Linked DNA regions of Gasterosteus aculeatus: region 2 is linked to region 1. A link is a contact called in public Hi-C data. All regions are on one chromosome and are shown on one strand. The core of a region is the stretch at or near the end of the contact, and the rest is flanking DNA. Distances in the headings are between cores, read along the strand shown.

What was found. Hi-C and Micro-C count contacts between places; a contact is called where the count stands out from the background.
Region 2: a Hi-C map of whole body shows a contact between it and region 1, with 2.4 times the contacts expected there. The contact joins the promoter of asb10 here to the enhancer-like site in region 1. A contact is called at or near these places in 3 of 6 Hi-C or Micro-C datasets (skeletal muscle and whole body).

What each region holds. Positions count from the first base shown.
Region 1 is chr3:18,037,879-18,041,844 of fGasAcu3.hap1.1, reverse strand. It overlaps agap3 (ArfGAP with GTPase domain, ankyrin repeat and PH domain 3), which reads right to left. Exons shown (of 18, transcript XM_078099935.1): 9 at 2,017-2,100. Among protein-coding and RNA genes, the nearest start is that of LOC120813370, 20 kb to the left of the region's middle. Within about 2 kb of position 2,039, at least 1 of the 9 cell types and tissues checked has open chromatin away from gene starts, as enhancers often do.
Region 2 is chr3:18,088,666-18,092,631 of fGasAcu3.hap1.1, reverse strand. asb10 (ankyrin repeat and SOCS box containing 10) reads left to right here and starts at 2,109. Exons shown (of 5, transcript XM_040172263.2): 1 at 2,109-2,566. The coding sequence starts at 2,242.

The sequences.
Region 1 (3,966 bases), core at 790-3,289:
TGGACGTAGCTCATCATCGTCCGCATCAAGTGATGCTTCGCCGTCAAACGGCAACACGTGTGCTTCCTCTCAGCACACACACGCACACGCGGACAGACACACACACACACACACACACACACACACAAAGAGACGAGTGTGTTCAGCGTGTGCGACATGAGGAAACAGGCCCGTCGTCACACAACACTCATATCTACACAGGAGATGCTGCCGTTCCCGTCTTTTGTCAGACGACCAGAGGGAAAATCTGCCGCCGCGGCTGAGTGATAGGCCGCCCTTTGTGACTGGGGGGGGGGCGGTGTGTGTGTGTGTGTGTGTGTGTGTGTGTGTGTTGGCTTTGGTGATGGGGCAGGAATGCCCTCACTGAGGAGGATCTGTATTGTTATCCTGCCTCACTATTTTTATAGATGGAAGGGGCGTGGGAGCAGAAAGGGGAGAGGTGGGGGGGCAGGGAGGGGGTCTGTAATTTGGCCTGATGGGCTGAGGGGGTAATTAAGCCCACATTGACACTTTGATCTCCTTGATTGTGCATTTGACGGCCTGGAGATGAGCTACTAGCACCACTAACCCCCCCCCCCCGCCCCCAGAAATCAACCCTTTGTAGATAAGGAGGGGGTGGGCTCTTGCCAAAAGTTGCCATGATGCTCAGGGAAACTGGCTCTGGACTTTAGAGAAGCCGCCCGCCCCCAAAGTACCGGATAACATCGGGGGGAGTTTACAGCAAACGGGAGAAAACCCCCCCAACAAGCTGCTGCTCACCTGCAGCTTCAGACAATCGCACTTAATAAGGATCATCTGTGTCACGAATCAAACACCGTCCGTCCACCTTCAAATCCCAGCTGACTTCGGGCGAGAGAAATCACACACTAATTTGTTCATTTTCATTTTGCGACGGCGTGAAATGCACGCGTGGCATCGGCGGCGGACTGACGAGGCGGTCGGTGCCGCGTCGGTTTCCTCGCGGGCGGATTTTCTGATTGAACGAGGAGCCTCGGAAGGGCCACAAGTGCCATAATCTCCACCGGACCCGAAGCCGTGGCAATTTTCTCCCGAAGGAAATGAGGATGTCGGGCTCAACATTTTCAAAAAGGACATTATCCTCCGCAGGTAAAGAGGATAAGATAGTGATGCCGACCCCTCAAAAGCCCTCATATAATCACAAGTGATTACTAATCAATGTGTCAATTACTTCTTTGGTGGGACCTTCGGGAAAGGATCCTCGCTCGCCGTGAGATTCAGCGCTCGACACTCAACAACTGCTCCTTTTCAAGCTTGAATACGTACAAGGGAAATGTGCTAAAGAAATAAAATAAAATACCAGCAAAAATTCTTCAAGATGGGAAAAATCTGTAACCACGTTGAATAAAATCAGTTACTGAGTCTGATGTATTTATTGTAGCACAACGTTATTACAAAAATACCTAAAAAAATGATGTCTATTGGAAATCTAATTCAAGGTTAATCGTAGCTGTCAAAGTGGATTTAAGCTGCCTGAATTAACTTTTATGCAAAAATACCACCAACGCACAATAATGAGCAATAAAAACAATGACACAGGGGTTTTATACAAAAGGTGAAACCAGATTATTGTGAGAGGAGGATTGGAACTGATGGACGTGACAATAATTATATATACTTAAGAAATGCTTTTTAACGTTGGTTAGGGTTTGTGTACACACACACACACACACACACACACACACACACACACACACACACAGTGAAAACACACATTTAATTTAATTTTCAAATGACTTTTCATCAATTTTCATCAACAATCGAACTCTTCAATGTCACAATTGATCTGGAACGTAAGAGTTCAGAAATGAGCCCGTTTAGTCTTTTTAACTCGAGTGATTTACACAAATAGGGAGCCGCTTTCTTTACATCTTCACGCGTAAACCCTCACTGGCGCCGCGTGCTCCGATACGTTGTATCACGTTGCCATCTAGTGGTCACATGAGCTCACACACACACACACACACACACACACACACACACAGGAGGACGGCTTACCTGTTTGATAGGTATGGCCCTCCCACTGCCTATGCTGTCTGTTTTACTCTCAACGCTCTTTGCTTGTTCACTGGCTTTCCGTGACTGCAAGAAAACAAGAAAGTCAGTCAGCAACGGAAGCGGCAAACCGACGGCGAAGCGGCGTGGGAGGCGTGTGTGTGTGTGTGTGTGTGTGTGTGTGAGGTGAGATGTGGGTGCGTGCTTGTGCATGATGGTGTGTGTGTGTGTGTGGGTGAGAGAGAGAGAGAGAGACTGCGGGTGAGAGGGGGGAGGTGAGCGTTTGCAGTATTTGTGGAGGAACTCGACGTTGCAAAATAAAAGTCTCAAAAAGAAGCTGGTAAATCAACAGACAAGCAGACCAGCGGAACAAACAGCAGTAACACCGACGTGCAACAGAACAAGAGACCAAACCAAGACCACGATAGACACATCTCAACACAGAGGAGACCAAGGACGACCACACATTGAGTCATGACTCAGCCCTGGATCCCCCCCCCCCTGAGGGAGGGGGGGGGGACCCGGATCGGGCCCTTAGTGGACCTGCAGAACCAACTGCAGTCGCGCTGACAAGCGCTCTGGCAGCAGGTTGAACACATTTCACTTCACATCAGGTTAGAAGGGAGAGAAGGGAAACGGGTTATTTCACAGGAGACTTTGGTTTGAGAAGCTTCCTCCGAACCTGCAGAAACCTGCTGGGACACAAAGTCACTTCTGCAAATGTCAAACAGGTCAAAGGTCAGGTTAATGAACAAGAACATTTCAAGTTTCAGGCCGTGCCTGTTTGTCTGTGTGTGTGTGTGTGTGTGGGGGGAGAAAAGTGGTTAGACGGTAAATATTACTTTATATGGAAATTGAAAATGAAAGTAGCTTCCCACCCCACAAACAAGCGCTGTGATACAAGTAGAGACAGACATGAGTGTGTATGGTCTCACTCAGAACATGAGAGATGTCCAGTCACCAATGGAGAAGAGGTAGAGTCCGAGTTCAAGTAAACCAACTCTGGGGTTTATATTTTTTCCAACAGTTTATTTTTTTTTAATGATGACTTGTTTAGCTTCTATACAGACACCATACAAAGCAAGTCACAAATTCACTTCAAAATATTCAACAGATTGAGCCAAACATTGCAGTTCCCACAAAATATAGGATGAACAATAAAGGCATTATTTCATATACTCCTTATATGTATGTACTTTGTATAGAGTACCATCGTAAATAAAATACAATACAAGATATACAGCAGTCTATATTTTCGTCAATCGGTTCATGATAGAAAAGCGATTATGCAAGAGCTCATAATCTTTGTACCAAACCTAAACCCGAGGAAAAGGGAAATAAATAAATAAATAAAAGACAATCGAAGGTGCAAAAATAAATAAATAAAAGGGAAAAACAAATGTTAAGTTGAACTACATTCACACAGGTCGGTGCAACCCGGTTCCCCCTCTGTAACCTCGACACGCTACCCTGGTTTTTATGAAGGCCTTCATAAAATAACCCCACCTCCGTGATAGTACCACATGTTCAATTCCATTCAACACTCCCTGGAAAATAAGAAGGAATCAAATAAAAAACCAACCCAAAGAACGTCGGGCAAATCGAAAAAGGAAGAACGAAAAAAAAAACCCACCAACAACAACAACAACAACAACAACAACTTGGCACCTCGAGTCCTTGAGTCCTCATTTATGGCAAAAGGCAGCGTGATGTCATGTGAGGAAAGGTCGAGTCCGTCGGGCGGCTGGGTAACAGTTCCAAGAGCGACGTGACTGTACAGCGTGGAGCGAGGGGGGGGGGGGGGGGGGGGGCGGGGGTCTGAATGGGAGTTTGAGGGGGGGAGGAGGCGGGGCCAAAGGGGAGGGGGGGGGAGGAGGGGGGCATTTCCAGAAGAGTCCCTAGAGTCTGTTTCACCTGCTGATACCGAGACGCAAAAAAGCTCCTACAGTTTCC
Region 2 (3,966 bases), core at 860-3,359, 51 kb before region 1:
ATGTTCTCAGTATATTTAAATGGCTGCTCAGTGTGGATAGAGGGCTATAGTTTAATCTCTTTCTGTATTACTGTGTGCCACAGTACTCAAAACAGCATTAAGAGGCACATAATCAGAGGGAACTAATTGCCTATGATTGCATAAATGAAGTGCCTCACTCTCATCAGGCCTGTTGCTGATGTCCAGCCTCTCACCGCTTTGGAAGAAGAAGGTTGACCACAACGTAGAAAACCTCAGAGAGACAGCTTCATGTGGTAATATGAGGAAACCAAAGATTTAATATGTCCGTGGGGGGGCCGTGAGGCCAGGGGGTGTTACTACCGCTGATGTTTTTTTGTTGTCATCAAAGATGCCTCCGCTTCACAGAGGAAGAAAAAGGAAAGAAAAAAAGGAAACATGAATGCCTACCATTTGAGAAATGAATTTACCGAAGTCGCTGTCTTTTTCCCCATTAGTAAGTGTTTAGTTCAGCGTTTTAAATAATTGCGTTACCAGGAATGATATTTAAAATACATTTGGGAGTCAATGAGGCGGGAAAGTGCCTACATGTTTTGCTGATGACACCCGGGCCATTTGGAAGACATCAAAGTAGAGAGGAGGTAGCCCAGATGCATATTATAAACTCATTATGTATATCATTTAAAAGGATGTACTCCAGCCGCAAAAACAATATTCCTAGTCTCTCTCTGGTAATGTGTGTTTTCAAAGTTGAAACTCTTACTCGCCTTCAGTTTAATGTGGCATCTATTACCAAACTGTAACATAGAATAAATGACCTTGATTTCCATACCAGAACAGTCGTTAAGGTATAGATGAGAGGCAGTGATGCTTCTGCGTTTTCAAATGGGAAAGAAGGTAACACCTCTTCATAAATATCACGTATTTCTTCAGCTGTGGTGCCGACCTGGTTTTCCACAGCGCTCGCATGCCTTTTGGTGTACGCGAACACAGAGGTGGATGAACGCACATTCAAAAATCAACAATTTTATACATTGTGTGTCCAATACAGCAAATTTTAATAGAGAAGTGAATCACTCTGGAGAGTTAAAGGACCAGTATTTCTACCAGCATTGCAAAATGATGGTCCATCAGTCAAAAGAGATGTTTGTCAGATGCCAAGCTAGTAGGCTTAACAGGCTTAATTATGCGCCGTCCCTCCGCCATCAGAACGCTACACGTGGCGCAGAGTGACACAGCGGTCGCCAGTCATTCAACCTAATGTTCTAACGCAGGGAGCCATGTGGTTACATAAAATCCATTAAGGCAGCTTGAACGGAAAAAAAAACAGAGTGGAAAAATACATTTTGCAAAGGGGACACGATGAGGGCATTGTCATTTGCTCTTCCTGAAAGAAAAATGTCATGGTGAGGATTTGACCCTATCAAAAAAATGTTGTAAAAAAGTTCCTCTGTGAAGCGGAGGCAAAAGTTTTAAGATAAAAGGCCAATAAATGTTTTGAAAAAAAGAAGTCCAAATACGTTGGGCAAAATCATGGAAAAAAATATTATTAGGTCACAATTATTTTAAATGTTAAAAAATGTCATCAATTGAAAAAGTAAATGTTGAATAAAAATTTCAAAATATGTTACACTGGAAAATGTCATGGAAAAGAATGTTTTTTTTGTCAAAATTTGTTCGGTTGTTTGGAAAAAAGTAAAAATATGTTGTGTCAAAAAATATGGAAATAAAAGTAAAAAGTATTAGGTCAAGAAATGTTTTGAAAAAAAACTCAAAATATGTTTGGTCAAAAAATATGGAAAAAAAGTCATATCAGGTCAAAAAAAGTCATAATCTAGTCTAAATATGTAATGTCAAAAATGTAATGGGAAAAAAATATATATATTAAGTCAAACTTTAACATGTAATGCTATCTATATTTTTGAAGAAATCAAGCCTTGTCTAAAGATTCTACATCATTTCATAAATATATGTTCTATCGCCCCCTAAAAACAGCGTGTATCCTAGTTTATTGATACCTGCAGCTTGACAGACAATTCATGGCTGTAACTTTGCAGGAGGCAAAGGAGAGGCTCAAGTGTCTGCATGTGAGGCATAAAAATAGCGTTACTTGTGACACTGTAGGGAGGGTCTCATACCAAAAATATCACAGCAACTCACAGCCATCAGGCACATAGTGGACGTGAGCCAGGGTGAAAAAGAAACTACACCTGAAGCATAGATACAGGCCTATTTAAGCTGGCGTCCCTTATTTAATCCCACACATCCTCTTTAGACCTTAGCATGTCACGAGATAGCTTTGTCTTCACGTCCTCGGCCTTGCGCTCTTTCGAAGATGACGAAGACGTGCTGGAGAGACAAAAGTACAAGAAACAGCTGGCCGGCCATCACTTCAATCGCTATATGCTGAAGAAGGAGCTCAGGGACAGGGCACCGCTGAGTTCCAGCACTTTAATGCCACCAGCTGTCTGCCACGATTCGGTCGTCCAGAACGCTCTGTACACGGGAGACCTGGAGGCGATGCAGCACCTCTTTCCCCGAGGATCCACAGCAAACCTCATCGTCGAGCCACAGGGAGGGGACATGCGCTGGGTCGCCGCAGGGGACGGTAAGAGACAACATTTGTTGTTCATTAGAAATACAGCCGCAGTAGAAAGTTCAGTGTATCTAAACTTTTGACTGGTAGGGTAAAAATGTGTGATTTTGCACAGCAGTGTGGCTCTTAATTGTGTTTCCTGGAGATTAGCGATCCAAAATGAACAAAAGTCAATCGCTGCTTTAAAACTTTAACATGTGACTGCAAGCCGCATGTCACCGGCGCTTCCTGAGCCATGTAAGACACAGCGATGGGATATTTATAGAAAAGAGCACAAGGCGATATTTATAGCTGCCATCATGTGTCCACCACATAAACAAACTCAAGAGTTGGAGTCAGTTGTGGTGCATCACTGAAGACCGGAGACAAAAACATAAAAACTAACTAACTAACACTTTAAGTTTTGCATTGCAAGGTTTGCATTGTTGAGTAACTGCAGATTAATGGTCTGTAAAAAAAAAAGTTAAAATAGTAAAAAGGTTTAAGTATAATAACGGGCCTTTGCAACACTGGATGTTGCAAAAAAACATTTCAATTGTAAAAACGATGTATCTCCCCTGAACTACTTGAGTGTGAGAAAGTATCCAGTGGCCAAAGTGAATTAGTGGGCAGATGACCTGAAACAGCGCAGTCATTGGCTCTCATGCCACTGCACTGGCAGGGCTCCTCAGGTCAAGCAAAATACCACATAGCGTCTCCCTAAAATAGCCCCGTCTGCACAAACAACCATCACAAGCCGTTATTTACTCCAGGATGAAGCAGCCTGCTAAACCATAAAAACAAACAATCCAGTGAGCGCCAGCATGGCCTACGTATCACCGCCGTTAAAGTGGCACAAGCCGAAGAAGTACCGCAGCGATGTGATCGCCACAGCCAAGGCTTCGGGTTGCGTGCTGCAGTTCTGGAACTCCCTGATTGTTGGTGATGAGCTGACGGCTCTCAGCATCGTGGACGACGACGACTACGAGTACCTCATCGATGCCATTTACGACACCAGCAACATCGAGGAGTGGAAGAACTTCAGATTTAACTACAGGGGCCTGAGTGGGTTTATCAGAGCTAAATCAAACTGGCCGAAGTTTAGCCAAACGGTTTACGGTCTCTCTGGTTTGTGTGCGTTCTAGAGTGCTGCATGGATGACGTAATTTTGTAGGCCAAACTCGGGAGTGAGCACAGGTTTCCTGGATAAAAAGCCGGTGGAATTTTTCCATTCGGTGTTGGATTATTGCGGAGAGAAGGTCTGTGCCGATCGCACGATGACGATACTAAAACGTTTTGTTCAGCAAGCTAATTTTTGCTAACAAGCATTAATGATTTTTGAAGCATGAAAACACATGGCAGAAGTAAAAAGGTAACTAGTCGGAGTGATGGCGTTTCGTTGTCTAATTTAGCCACTTGTTGACTATGCTTCA